Linked DNA regions of Rattus norvegicus: region 1 is linked to region 2. The links are chromatin contacts, called in public Hi-C maps. All regions are on one chromosome and are shown on one strand. Each heading gives the region's core, a stretch centred on a gene start, on an enhancer-like site or on the middle of the called end of the contact. The rest is flanking DNA. Distances are from core to core; before and after follow the strand shown.

Region 1 (6,505 bases), core at 3,726-6,225, 250 kb before region 2:
TGGCTCAGCAGTTAAAGAGTGCTTCCTGCTCTCCGAAGAGACCTTACTTCAGTTCCCAGAATTGACACTCCCAACCCCAGCTCCAGTGGATCCTAACTTTCTTCAGGGTACTGTAGGCACCTGCTCAAATGTGCCTCAAATGCACACCCACACACAGACACAGATACACATAACTAAAAATAGAAAAAAAATGAATCTTTAAAATGTATGGGATCCTGTCGTGATGAGGGGTGGAGGTGTGTACTTGAATCCCAAAGGCTTATATAATTTTCTTTCTTTCTCTCTCTTTTTCCTCCCTTTCATGTCTATGCTTTTTACACTGTAAGTGTGCAGAAGAGGTAGCTGTTTCTTATCTAATTTGTAATGTACCAAGGACACGGCTCGCTGCCTCTCTTCCTATAAGCATCCATTAAATATCTTGTTCGGGTAGCAATGAAGTGACAAACAGGGAAAATTCTTCTTCCAACATCTACTTTAGTTTCTGAAATAGTTAACATATTTCTAGATCTTAAAAAAAGTGAACAAATATATGTGGGCTAGACATGTTAAACATTCTCCAGAATATCCTGGCTCTGGTTACCCAAAGTCATCGCTGGGTCAGGCATTCACCAGAGGTCAGAACTTGCAGAGTGCTGCTTTGAAGCCGCTGAATGCGGCTGGAATTTTGAGTTACTAATAATTCAGGAACACTTGATCTCTTTCCTTATTCCTGCCCAGATGAGTCATTTTCTTGGTCGTTTACCTTGAGCTCCTCCTGTTCTTCCACAGCGGACTAGCTGGCATGGAAATTTGTTCGCATCTGTATTTCATTAAGAAATATATGCCTAAATGCATTTTTCTTCCTTATTATCCTTTTTTTCTCAGTTTTTTCGTTTCTCTGGGCCTGCTGAACAACCCCCATCCCAACCCCGAGAAATTCCTTCCAAAGGGAGTTAGTTCTGCATCGATCACGACGCTGGGCCCCCAGATTGGACCGAATTCATTATGTTTATGAAGAAAACAACAAAGAGACACGTTGCGTTGCTCTCCTAATAGATGCCCAGTGGCCCCACATTTCAGAGCTTCATTTGTTTTCTAAATCCCTGAGGAAAAATTGGAGTCAGCAGAAGTGATCCCTGGGGCGTCTTCTGCAGCAGGGCTGCTGCTCTTGGCTCTGGGGTCAGCCTAGTTATTCAGCAGACGCTGTCTCAGCCAAGGCCAGATCAGCACTAGGCATTGCCACAGGGCTGCCTACCAGCTGGTGCCTGGGAAAGCCCTGTCTCTAGACTTGGCACCTCCTTCCACTGATCTGACTGAGTTGTTTGTTTATTCTATACCTTTTGAGAATAAGGTATGATCCTCCCTCCCCACTCTCTCCCTCCTGTCTTCCCTCCCTCCTTCCCTTCTCTCCTTCCCTCTCCTCTCCTCTCCTCTCCCCTCCCCTCCCTTCTCTATTCTCCTGACCTCTCCTCTCTTCCCTTCTCCTCTCCTCTCCCTCCCCCTCTTCTTCCCTCTCCTCTCCTCCCTTCCCCTCTCTCCCCTCCCCTTTCCCTCCCTTCCCCCCTCTTCCTTCTCCTCTCCTCCTCTCCTCTCCTCTCCCCTCCCCTTCCTTCTTCTCTATTCTCCTCTCCTCTCCTCCCTTCCCCTCTCCCCTCCCCTTTCATTCCCTTCCCCCCTCTCCCCTCCCCTCCCCTCCCCTCTCCTCTCCTCTCCTCTCCTCTCCTTTCCTCTCCTCTCCTCTCCTCTCCTCCCCTCCTCTCCCCTCTTCTCTCCTCCCTTCCCCTCCCTTCCCCCTTTCCTCTCCCCTTTTCCTTTCCTCCCTGCTTTTCTTCATGGCCTTGCCCTCTTGAGGAGAAGCAATAGAGCCAAACAATATTTAGAGAAAGCCACAGCTCCCACCATCACCACCAGACAGAACAGGACAAGTGGTCACAACTTATCTCAAACCATTTCTGTGCTAAGAATCCTGCCAGTTCCTTCCTTTCTTTGCTAACACCTCGGCTCTGGGCAAAGCATTTGTTTGTACAGGTTTGAAGCTTCATCTTCCCGATTCTGTGAGTTTTCGGGGAGGACAATTGAATAGACACAGTCACTCCCTCCAACTGATCCCAGTGTCATGGAACTTGGAGGGAGGACTTGGCATTAGCTAGGTGACACAAGATGAGCCCTCACCACGGGGTCCAGGGTGATGTAGAAGAGAACTCAGGAATCTCTCTGTGAGGACAGAGAAGAAGGCCACCAGTGAACTGGGAGGCAGGCCCTCCTCAGAGAGGAATGTACCAGCACCCTGATCATAGACTTCCAACCCTCCACAAACTGGGGGAAGACATTTCTTCTGCTGGCTACCATCTGTTTCTGGCTATCTCATTAGAGAAGCCCAACAATGACCAGAGTATCCGCACATCTCAAGAGCCGTTTAAACATATCAACAAACATGGAGTTGTACGAATAGGAACATTTGGTGGGAAAAGGTTAAAGCTCGTAAAACCAGAAGACTAAAAATTAAGGAAATGCTTGAAACTGGTTTCACTGGAAAAGTAGTAGTTTCTTTCTCTATAGGACATTTTTATTTGTTCTTTGAAAACCTCATACAGGTATCTTGATCAAATCCACCCCATATCCGGGCCTCGACACTTCCCAGAAGCCTTTTGTCACGTCTCTGCCCTAACCTTATGTCTCCCTTTAGTTGTTTATTTACCTACTGACTTGCAGTTAGTGAGAAGCCATGAGGATGGTTCTGGGGCCATCCCCCGGGGCAGGGGCAACTTACCAGTGGGCATACTTTCAAAGAAAAGTGTCTCTCCTTGTCCCAGCAGCCATCAACTGTTAACAGCTCCCCAGACAGGGCCTTGGAGCCCCCTCTTCCCATGCTGTACTTATTTGACTGTCTGTATTTTGTGCATGTAACTACAGAAGCTTGGGCTCATGTGTACACCAGCCTTGGTGTGTCCGGAGGACAGAATTTCAGAGCTCCCCTCCACACTACCCTCTGAGTCTTACTTTCTTTACACCAGCTCCTCTGTGCTGCTCCCTGAACCTGTAGAGTGATGTTGCTTTCACGCTGAGCGCTCACCTTTTATTCTCAGCACTTCTAACAGCAGCAACTGTCTGCATTATAGCAACTACCGACTGCAGTAAGATGTCTCTCTCACCAGGGTTGCAAGCAGCACAGATCCATAGATAGTATCAGGTATGAGTTCCTTCCTGTGGAGCGGGCCTCAAATCTGTTCGAGAGAGCGATTGTTTACTCCCATAAACAGTTACACCACTATTACACCAGCAGGCACAGCTCACCAGCAGGTAAGGATTGTAGCAGACAGCATCTGGTCCCGGATAAAGTCGTGGATCTCTCTTTTCCAGCCCGGGTAGTGATTTCCAGCACGATGGAAGCTACCAGCAGGGAGAGAGCCTACGCTCCGTTCAAGACCGATGTCTCTGTTTTCCTGTCGTCAAAGCGTGTGGTTGTCTTTTCAGCCATAGGACCTTATCATTTTCGGCTGGCAATCAGGAGGCAACCGTGGCGGTAGTTTGTTTGGGGTGACTCTGGATCCTCCAGGCATGGTGGATTGGATGAGAAATGTCCTCCATTGGTGGGTGTATTACACATTGAGTTCCTGTTGGTATTCTGTCTAAGCTCCACCCCCACAGCTACCTGGGAACTACAGGGTATGCTCCGCCCCACAGTTGCCTGGCAACAGTCAGCTGTGCCTGACACTATAAAAGGGGCTGCTTGCCCCTTCCTCTTCCTCTTACTTCTCTCTTCCCCTCTATCCCTGTCCCTTCTCTCTCCATCCCCCCACCTTCCCTCCATGTGCCCATGGTCCGTCCCCTCCCCTCCCCTCCCCTCCCCTCCCCTCCCCTCCCCTCCCCTCCCCTCCCCTCCCCTCCCCTCCCCTCCCCTCCCCTCCCCTCCTCTTCTTCTCTCATTTAAACCTCTCCAAGTTGAACCATGTTGGCTTGATGTGTTCTGTCTGGGCATGGGCTGAGATTTAAACCCTAACAGTTCCCAGTGCAAACCACCAAGCAGGATGGCAAAACTGACCTGAATTTGTAATCTCAACCCTGAGGTGGATGATGGGGCAGGCAGATTCCTGGGGCTCACTAGAGAGCAAGCCTGGCCTACTTTTGTAGTTCTAGGCCAGTGAAAGACCCTGTCTCAAATAACAAAATAGATAAAATAAATAAACAGAAGTGAATAGCATGCAAGGACACTCACACAGGAGTTTGTCCTCTGGTTTCCACATGCACTCGAGCGCGCGCGCACGCACACACACACACACACACACACACACACACACAAACACATGTACACTCTCATAGCCACAAAAACTGACAGATTATGTCTTCCCTCTTTCCCTTCCTTTTCCTTCTTTATCCTTCATTTATAACAAGGACATCTCACGATTTGACGAACCCCTTGATATTCACATGTGCATGAACAGCATGAAACCTAGGACACATGGTCTATGCCCAAAGAAATGATTTATAAAATCTGAAAACTTTAAACATAGCCAAATAGCTACAAGATTATTTCCATCTCAATATCTGAGCCTCAGACCAGAGCAGATGTCTCTTTTAAAGGGGAGACTTCTATAATCTGAAGACCACAGGAAACCTGGTACCTGAGGACACACTTAACTTCTGGGAGGAAGGGAGCTGTTTGGGAAGGCCAGCTTTCTAAAACTATCTGCACTTGTGGAAAACAAGTGATTCTTCTCTCCCTTGGAGGACCTTAGGGAAAATGTGTCTCCAATAATCCCTGTGGGGCCAGCATTTCAAAGACAACATAGGAACCGTGTGTCCTTATCCTGGCAGTTCACTGAGCCCAACAGCCATTGTGTCCCTAAAAGTAGCTGATCTCATGTCCCGTGTGCCCAAGTTCCTCATTCCTCAAATAGTAGATGTTTCTAGAAGCTCTGGGGGTAGTGCTGACTCACCTCACTGCCTGCACACCCGTGGGAGAAGCCCTGAGACCTAGGCAGCCAGTGAGAATCTGGACAGCCTCTCTTGTTATCAGATAGATCCAAGAATGCGGATGCGGCAATGAGCCGGGCTCTTAAGCCTCTTGTGGTCGACATGAATAGCATTCTTTCAATCGCTTCAGGGATGAAGTAGCCAAAGTCTTCGGCAATTAAAGACTCCAGCTCATGTGTTTGCAGTAGATGTTGGAAACATTTTACTTGGGGGGCGGGGCGGCGGGTTCAACCTTTTCAAGTCAGGTACTTTTATTCTAAGGCTGATGTTGCAAAAACAATGTGCTTTTGGTAATTTGGATTTTACTAGGCTAGAGAGAACCGAGCTGGTTGTAGTGTGATCGCCAGATACAGCCCATTCACAGAACCAGAAGTCGAAAGTCATTTCTGTTTGTCTAATATGGACTAAATGCAACCCACACTTCACAGGGTTGAACACCTCTTCGTTTTCAGTTTGTCTTTTAATCTCTAAACAGAATGGGCTAGAACCACACACAGAGCCCTGTCTCATCCCACTTTTCTTTTGCATTTCAGCAGCATAGCCAGAGAGAAGGGCTGATTGTCTCTTAGCTTTGTTTTCCTTAGAAGCTGTGTCTTTGTGTTTAATTTTGATTGCTTTTACATGTACACCCCTTGCCCTTCCCCATCCCTCCCCCCATGACCCTGTGTTCTCTCCCTCCGTCTCTTTCTTTCTGTACCTTACATAGATTACTTGCTGTATCTACTCTCTCTGTATCATTCATAGTTTAGTTTTGCTGCAGCTCCCAATTCCCATCAGCTTTGTATAACATTGTATACCCTTCCTCCTCTCCTCCGTTAACCTTGGGTCTTGCCAGTATCTGTTCTTGTCATTGCATTGGGCTCCTCATTGTGGATTGTAATGGGTGATTTATTTAGCTAAGGCATATATATGACACCGTGCTATATACATGTTTTAATAGTGTACAAGATAGAAGTGTGTGTGAGGAAACTTCCTCTCTGATAACCACTCTAACTTGCACTGGTAGCTGCTATTTTACATTTACCTGGTCCAATATCACCTCTCTTATTATATCATCTGGAATAAACTGCAAAGATCTCTCACTAATTATTCATGGAAAATGAATGATTTGGTTGATCTCACACAAGAGAATTGTTTGACCTTGCCCTTGTTTTATTCTAACAACTTGGGCTGGAGTGAACACAGACTCTTGGTCAGAGGCCCATTCTTCTTCCTTGAACTTCCCCAGTGACAGACAGCTGTAAATTCAGAGGACGGGCACAAGCAGCTGGACAGAGCAGAACAGTTCTTTCCAGATGGTTGTTGCTGTCTGTACTGGCTGGTTTTGTGTGTCAACTTGACACAAGCTGAGAGTTATCACAGAGAAAGGAGCCTCAGTTGAGGAAATGCCTCCATGAGACCCAGCTATAAGGCATTTTCTCAACTAGTGGTCAAGGGGGTAGGGCCCAGCCCATTGTGGGTGGTGCTATCCCTGGGCTGGTGGTCTTGGGTTCTATAAGAGAGCAAGCTGAGCAAGCCAGGAAAAGCAAGTCAATAAGAAACATCCCTCCAT
Region 2 (7,252 bases), core at 3,514-6,013:
CTTTCAGCTTGGCTACTTTTCTCCATGGCTTGTTTTCTAGAGGTAAATTAAAAGCAATTGATGAATTTCTGCCCAATTTTGGTGGTTGTTTTTAATCATTCATTGAGGATAGAGAACACAAAACAATCACTTGCTCTCTTGGCTAATTTTATGTCGTCCTAAGACAAACTAAGGTCACTCGAGAGGACTCCTTTGAAAAAAATGCCAGCATAAGATCAGGTTATAGGCAGGCAACCCTGTAGGGCATTTTCTTAATTAGTTATTGATGGAGAGGGCCCAGCCCATTGTGAGTGAGAATTGGTAGTTCTGTGTGCTAAAAGAAAGCAGGCTGAGCAAGCTATAAGGAGCAAGTTAGTAAGCAGCACCCCTTCATGGCCTCTGCATCAGCTCCTGCCTCCAGGTTCCTGCCCTGGCTTCCCTCAGTGATGGACTTAACAATATTTAAGATGAAATAGACACTTTCTCTCCCTGTTGCTTTTGGTCAAGGCACTGTATCACAGGAACCCTAACTAAGTGAACCTAATTTAGTAATCCTAAAACACTTAGTGTGTTAGCGAAGGTTCAAGTAAGGTTCAAGTAGGAACTGAAATGCTACATTGTATCACACACACACACACACACACACACACACACACACACACACACACCAGTTTAGCAAGTTTCCCTGGCCACCCAGTGTCACTTAACTGATTAATATATATCTATCTGAGTGGTTATTTTTTTCTTTTATAACAACTAAGTAAACAGCTATCCTATTATATCACTGGTTCACAAAGATAGCTATTTATAATGAAGGAAAAGATGAACATTCTGTGGTAAATGTTATGTTTAATGCCATTTCAAAATATCTCTAAGAATATTTGAACAGATCTGGAAAGATGGCTCACTGGTTAGGAGCACTGGCTGCTCTTCTAGAAGATTTAAGCTCACTTCTCAGCACCCATGCGGTGGCTCACAATCACCTGAAACTCTATATATAGGGCATTTGATACCCCTTCTGCAGCACAGACCAACCAGCAAATACACATACAGATAAATAAAAATAAAAGTTAATGTTTTAAACTAAGGTAGTGGTGACAAAATAAAAATAACAACAAAACCACCACCACCACCAACAACAACAACAACAATAGAAACAGCTAAAACCCTTCTGGTCCAATCACGAGTCTTCAACTAGCACATCAGTCATCAAGAAATGTGAGTCGTAATGATGAGGTCAAAGGTAATCTTTGCTTCTGTGGCTTCTGTGGGAAGACATTGACAGATCAGAGATAATCACGGGGATGATATTCTTACAACCAACTCCATAGGCTCCTTTAGGAGGAAGGAGGCAAACCAAAGGATTTGCTCTGCAAGTCGGAACGGGAAAACTGTTATTAGGGTGCCAGGCTAAACTGCTTTGAGAACTGGTGTTGTCACTGGGTTCACTTTTATGACACTATTCAATTTCAAGTTTTAAGAGCATAGTCACAAAATCATTTATATATTTTAACACCACCCCCACATAGCTTAGTCCCAGCCCTCATATGACAGTACAAAGCCCAAGGTACAGTCACTGTGATTCATTCAAAACTGTGTGGTTCAATAGACTAACACTTTTTCAACTGATGGGAACAGCTCTGCTGTTTTATAAGTATTTATGACACGGAATAGACGTAGCAAAACAAGACACTAGGGAATCTTTACGGCCATTTTCTGTGTGAATGCTAATAATAACCAAATATATGCGTGAGAAAGAATTGTTTGTCTAAAGTTAAATCTGCTTTGGTAAAACCACAATAAAAAATACACACACAGGTAACAAAGCTCAATTGAACAGTTATGCAAATAATTTTGTCTCTCATACTAACTCCTTGCCTGGCCTTATAAAGTAATTGAGTCTAACACATGCCTAAAACACCTTTGCAGAATGAGCTGAAGACCGCAGTGTAGATGCTACTGGGGAAGAGAAGAACTGTGGGTCGTGCCACCAAACTCCTTAGGATGAAGGATGCTTTTGTCACTGATATAAGTCATTCAGATCGCTTGGTGCTGAGGCTGCTAAGGGTTGTGGGAAGTCACAGCTCCTTGGGGGATTTTCTGCTGCTGTGGCTGGCTCACGGGGAAGGTTTCACTAATGAGCTCTCTGTTTAAGAACTGAACTTAAACTTGGGTGGATACCGAGTGGGATAGGATCTTGAGGGACTTGGGAGAGGGGGAAAATAAGATCGAGTATATTTAAGTTTAAAAAATGTTGAAAAAAATAAAAATTGAAAAGGAAGGGCTGAGTACAGCAGTGTGCCCATGTCACATCGGTGATTTATCTCATTTGCTTGCTTTTGCATCGTGTGTGTGTGTGTGTGTGTGTGTGTGTGTGTGTGTGTGTGTGTGTCTATATGTGTATTTGTGTGTGTGTCCATGAGGGAGAGTCTTTAAAATAATTTGTAATTTACTTACATTTTGACTTTTAAAAGCAGAAAAGACTGGCCAGCTATCTGAGGTGAGCAGTATAAGATTCCATTTCTAAGACAGTGATAAAACGCCAGTATTGAATTCTTTAATGACATTTCAGAGTAATTTACACCAAAATTTGTTAGTTTAATTTTACTTCCTTAGAGGGAGTAATTATAAGACTAAATTAAAACACACACGAGCAAAAACTCCTGACAAACTGGGGTAGGGTTTCCAGGGAGAAACGCTATCTGAAGAAGACGACTTCCATATCCTCACATGTTATAATATTGCAAATATTATTAATGCTCAAGGTTTGCATCTGTATGAGGAAAAAATAAAGTCATGAGGAGAAATCACAGTTGTTATTATTCCTTGGCTTGTGTTTTAAACACACACACACACACACACACACACACACACACACACACACTCCCTTTCTGCATCTGGCTGTGTTTGATATAGAAGAACCAGTGTCGAGGGATTCTCTGGGACTAAAGTTATATACAGATGTTCAAATTATAAAACTGAAACATGGGAACAATTTTGTTCCTATCCTTAGAGACTGGTCCTGGCTCTCTACTTACAAACAAACTTACCAAATTCCTGATTTAAAAAAAAAAAATTGGTTGAATTTTCCACATGCATCATAACAACTGAGGAATTTTATTCTTGCATCAAACCTGCTGTCAAAAACAACCCTGGAGGGGGGGGACAATAAACAAAAAACAAAGCAAAACAAAACAAAACAAAACAAAAAAACCCAACCCTTGCCTTGTACCCTGTGTTTTGTTCAATGCGAGCTGCCTGAGGTCCCTGGGGCAAGCGTTCATTGTTTGACTGGACCACTTCAGACCACAGAGAAAAGAAGCTCTGTGACCAGGCAGAACTGGCTGACTAAGGGGCAGAGACATGAAGCTAGTCCAGAGGGAAGAGAGAGAGAGAGAGAGAGAGAGAGAGAGAGAGAGAGAGAGAGAGAGAGAGAGAGAGAGAGAGAGAGAGAACTATGTTGAAGTGATGTAAAAGCAAAGGAAAATGGGAGTTCGGCAGCCAACAGCCATTGGGAAGAAAGCAAAGTTCAGGACTGGAGTCGTCCAGATGGGTCTGCAGCTGCTCACAAAAACAGTAAGGTTTCCTGCCCTCTTTCTTGCCACCGCCATGCCATCTTGACTGAGGAAGAACTGGAAATTCCGAGGCTACGTGAGCCACGGCCAGGGTCACATGGGTAAGCACCGCAAACACCCAGGAGGGCCCGGGGATGCTGGAGGCATGCGTCACCACAGGATCAACTTTGACAAATATAACCCGGGTAGCTTCGGGAAAGTTGGGGTGAGGCATTACTGCTTGAAGAGGAACCAGAGCTTCTGCTTGGCTGTCAACCTGGATAAATCATGGACGTTGGTCAGCGAGCAGACACGGGATAATGCAACAAAAAACAAGACCGGGGCTGCTCCCATCATGGATGTTGTGCTATTGGGATGCTACAGAGTCCTGGGGGAGGGGAAGCTCCCTGAGCGACCTGTCATCGTGAAGGCCGAAGTCATCAGCAGAGGAGCTGAAGAGAAAAGGGTGCTGGAGGTGCCTGTGTCCTGGAGGCTTAAAGCCACTTCGGAGGTTAATTAAGTGCTAACATTAAAAAAAAAAAATAAGGTTTTTCTTCCTTCTCTCAGAGTGGGAACAGTGTCAAGACAAACGCACTTGAACAAGATTGTTGCCAGGGGCAAGCAGGATAGCTCAGTGGGTGAAGAGCTTGGCAGGCAAAACATGGGGACCGGAGTTCAGAACCCCAGCCGGTAAGAAGAAGTCAGGTACCGAGTCATTCACTGCACTGAGGAGCGGAGCTCCGTAGTTGCGTGGAGTCTTACAGACCATTTAGATGAATTGGTGAATTCCAGTGTCCGGCGAGGAGGGAATCACAAATCTGGGTGGAGGAGGTCTCGTGCCCTCCCGATGCAGAAATATGCTGCAATGTTATACAGATCAACATTCCCAAACTGTTCCTTTCTCTGCCTGCCCATGTGGTTCATCTGCCCTGTGCAATCTCAGAACAAAGACAAAAAAACCTCCCAGGCCGGTTGTAAAGGCTTCATTCACTGAGGCTGGCCCCAGGGCTAAATGGGTGAGTCCTGCCAGCCATCAAACCCAGCCTGTAAACATGTGCGGCAATTCTCTAAGCAAATTGGTTCCTTAATATGGTAAAATCTGAGCAGCCAAGGGGAAAAACTGGTGATCTCATAGCCCAAAAGATGACGGAGTCACAGCCCCGTATTCCTGAAAAGCACCCAGGCTTCCGTTCCTGATCTCTAAGGATGGAGCAAACAGGAGAATCGGTGGGGCTTGCTATTCAGCGCTCACTCTCAACCAACCCTTTCTCCTGTGAGGGAGAGAGAGCACAGTGGTTTAATTCACAACTTATAGGATTTTTTAAAAATACTAAACCATTCAAATGTTTTCTATATTAACCAGCGTATCTAGAGATCCGCAGGGATAAATAAACGCAGTGAGCTGGCAGGGGCCTTCGGTGGCATAATGACTGCCAGTTATACGCAGTAAACAAAACACAATACCCACTGCAAGCTCAGGAGATCGCCCGGTCACGCGGGGCATAAGTCATTAGCTGAATGACTCCAGCAGCAGTGGCTCCGAAGCAAAATTAAGCCGACGGTTCCCCCTGTGGCTATTATGAAGAATTGTAATGCTGGCATAAATAAAGAAATAACCAGAGAAGAAGGCTTTGTTGTGCCTTGGAAATGATTGAAAGCTAACGTCCAACAAATAACTGTGCAGCCCAGCTCTCACCTCTGGGAAACTCTGCGCAGGGGTGGGGGCTGGGAGAAGAGAATTCCCTACTCCTGTGGACACCGAGATCGGCCTGGCGCCTGCTCCCATGTGCTGTAGGTAGAGCACGGAGCCGCTGACATATTATCAATCTCAAAATGACAAATTTCTCTCAGCTATAAGACAGATACTATTCACTGATTCAGAAAGGAATGCTAAGCTGAACACAGGACAGAGAGAGGACAAACCTCCAGCCAGGCTCTCTCAAAGCTAGGTGGCCAACAACCTGGAAGGGAACAGTTTCCAATTTTGACTTTGGCCACAGGACCCAGCCATATTTTACTGAGAACCAACGTTCATTTAAAAAAAAAAATGAACCAGCTAGTCATTTGTTCCTCTTGGATAAGTGAACTTGGCTATGGGACACGATCACACAAAAAGACTCCCGGGATCATCGTGATCCCTGGCTGTGCTGGGTCAATATCTTGTATTTCTCACTCCAATTTCTTTATCTGTTTTACGAAGTCTTCAATACGGCTTTATCACAATCTCGGAAAAGGAGAGCTCTGGGCGCACTGCTGTGAGCACACAGTCTTATAAACACAGACACATTTGTATCTTTCCACAGTGCCGGGCTTTATTAAATAACAATCAGTTCCCGAGCTATGTTGGTTTTCTTGGCAACATTTGTCAAGTAATCCCCACGTCTCCAGAGAGCTGGCTGAAGAAATGGGTTTTCTTCTAAGCTCAGATCACACATTACAACAGGAATTATACAGTACACACATTCCATAGCAAATATATCTATACTGTGTAGACGTAAAGATTTGTTAGGTTACACATGGCTACCACAAGAATTCCACACTGGACAAATAACAGAGAGAACAGTTCAAATAGGCTGTGTCACCAGTGAAGGCAAACCAAGCTGAAGACCCTGGGATGCTGGGATGTTCCCTGCCTGTTTTCCGTTTAAAGCACACACCAGCAAGTCAGATGACAGGTCAACAGAGTCACCGCCGTCCATGGCAGTGTGATGTGTTCCAGGTGAGGAACTTCCCTCTTTCCTCAGGCTGGGTGCTTTCCTGATATGACTGAAATAAGTTCGTGTGCTATGTCATCTCAATGCACTTTAAGGTAGCACACTTTCTCCTTCCAGGATAAATCATTCCTCAGCCTGTGCCTCATGGGCAGACAGATGATGCCATCTGTACGTAAACTCCCTGCTCAACCGATGTGTACAACCATCCTCCATCTTCAATTTGGAGCCCAAAACTGTTGGTGAAAGGGGTCTCTTGGGGCAGGGCATAGACCACTGTCTTGCACAACTTGGGGTAACTGGAGCGGGGCAAAGCCTAATCTCAACACTAGTAAAGTGTCATCTTTAAAATGTCTCAATGGTAGATTTTTTTTCCAAGTGGCATCTTAACAATATCCACTGGTTTTAGGTTCCAACTACAGGCAGATTTATCTTCCACAGCGCACCATTTGGAAAGTTAGCTACCAGCTTCAGTCTCCCTAAGCAAACTGAGATTATGTCTGATTCGATTGGATAGAGATGCAGACTAGTTCTACAGATGGCTTTCACAGGACAGACACTCCAAAGACTTACATTCCCACGCCCATCCTTCCTTCCCTGCCTCTTTCTATCCTGAGGCTTCAGATGTCATTAACAGTCAGAGCTTGGCAGGTCTGGGTGTAGGTATGATAGCTTTGCCTCTCTGAGTATCTGTATTCTCCTTTGTTAATCTGTCATAAGAAAATGTAAAAGCAAGGTTCGTGACTTCTCGGTCCTTATAGGAATCAGGCTTTTGTTCATGAGTTATGTAACCTACGACCTCGAGTTTCCCTTTAGGGAGGGATGGGATCACTACACCAAGTGTGATTGCGGAACAGAAGTAAACATTTGAATGAAATGGTGAGTGACACATCCAACTTATGCTCAAAGACGGGTCAAGCCAGATTGTAGATAAAATTATGAATAAAACACTGTCCACCACTGCTCCCTGCTCGACTCCCCTAGCCTCTCCCCCTCCCCTTTGCTTTC

The links. Hi-C and Micro-C count contacts between places; a contact is called where the count stands out from the background.
Region 1: a contact with region 2 is called in a Hi-C map of Schwann cells, with 3 times the contacts expected there. The contact joins two enhancer-like sites. A contact is called at or near these places in 5 of 12 Hi-C or Micro-C datasets (the A7r5 cell line, the Rat2 cell line, Schwann cells and 2 more).

The regions. Positions count from the first base shown.
Region 1 is chr13:100,513,426-100,519,930 of GRCr8, reverse strand. No RefSeq gene overlaps it. Among named protein-coding and RNA genes, the nearest start is that of Tgfb2, 280 kb to the left of the region's middle. Within about 2 kb of position 4,975, at least 12 of the 93 cell types and tissues checked have an H3K27ac peak or open chromatin away from gene starts, as enhancers often do. A contact at or near this core is called in Schwann cells, where this site is marked.
Region 2 is chr13:100,261,217-100,268,468 of GRCr8, reverse strand. It overlaps the pseudogene Rpl27a-ps6. Among named protein-coding and RNA genes, the nearest start is that of Lyplal1, 76 kb to the right of the region's middle. Within about 2 kb of position 4,763, at least 48 of the 93 cell types and tissues checked have an H3K27ac peak or open chromatin away from gene starts, as enhancers often do. A contact at or near this core is called in Schwann cells, where this site is marked.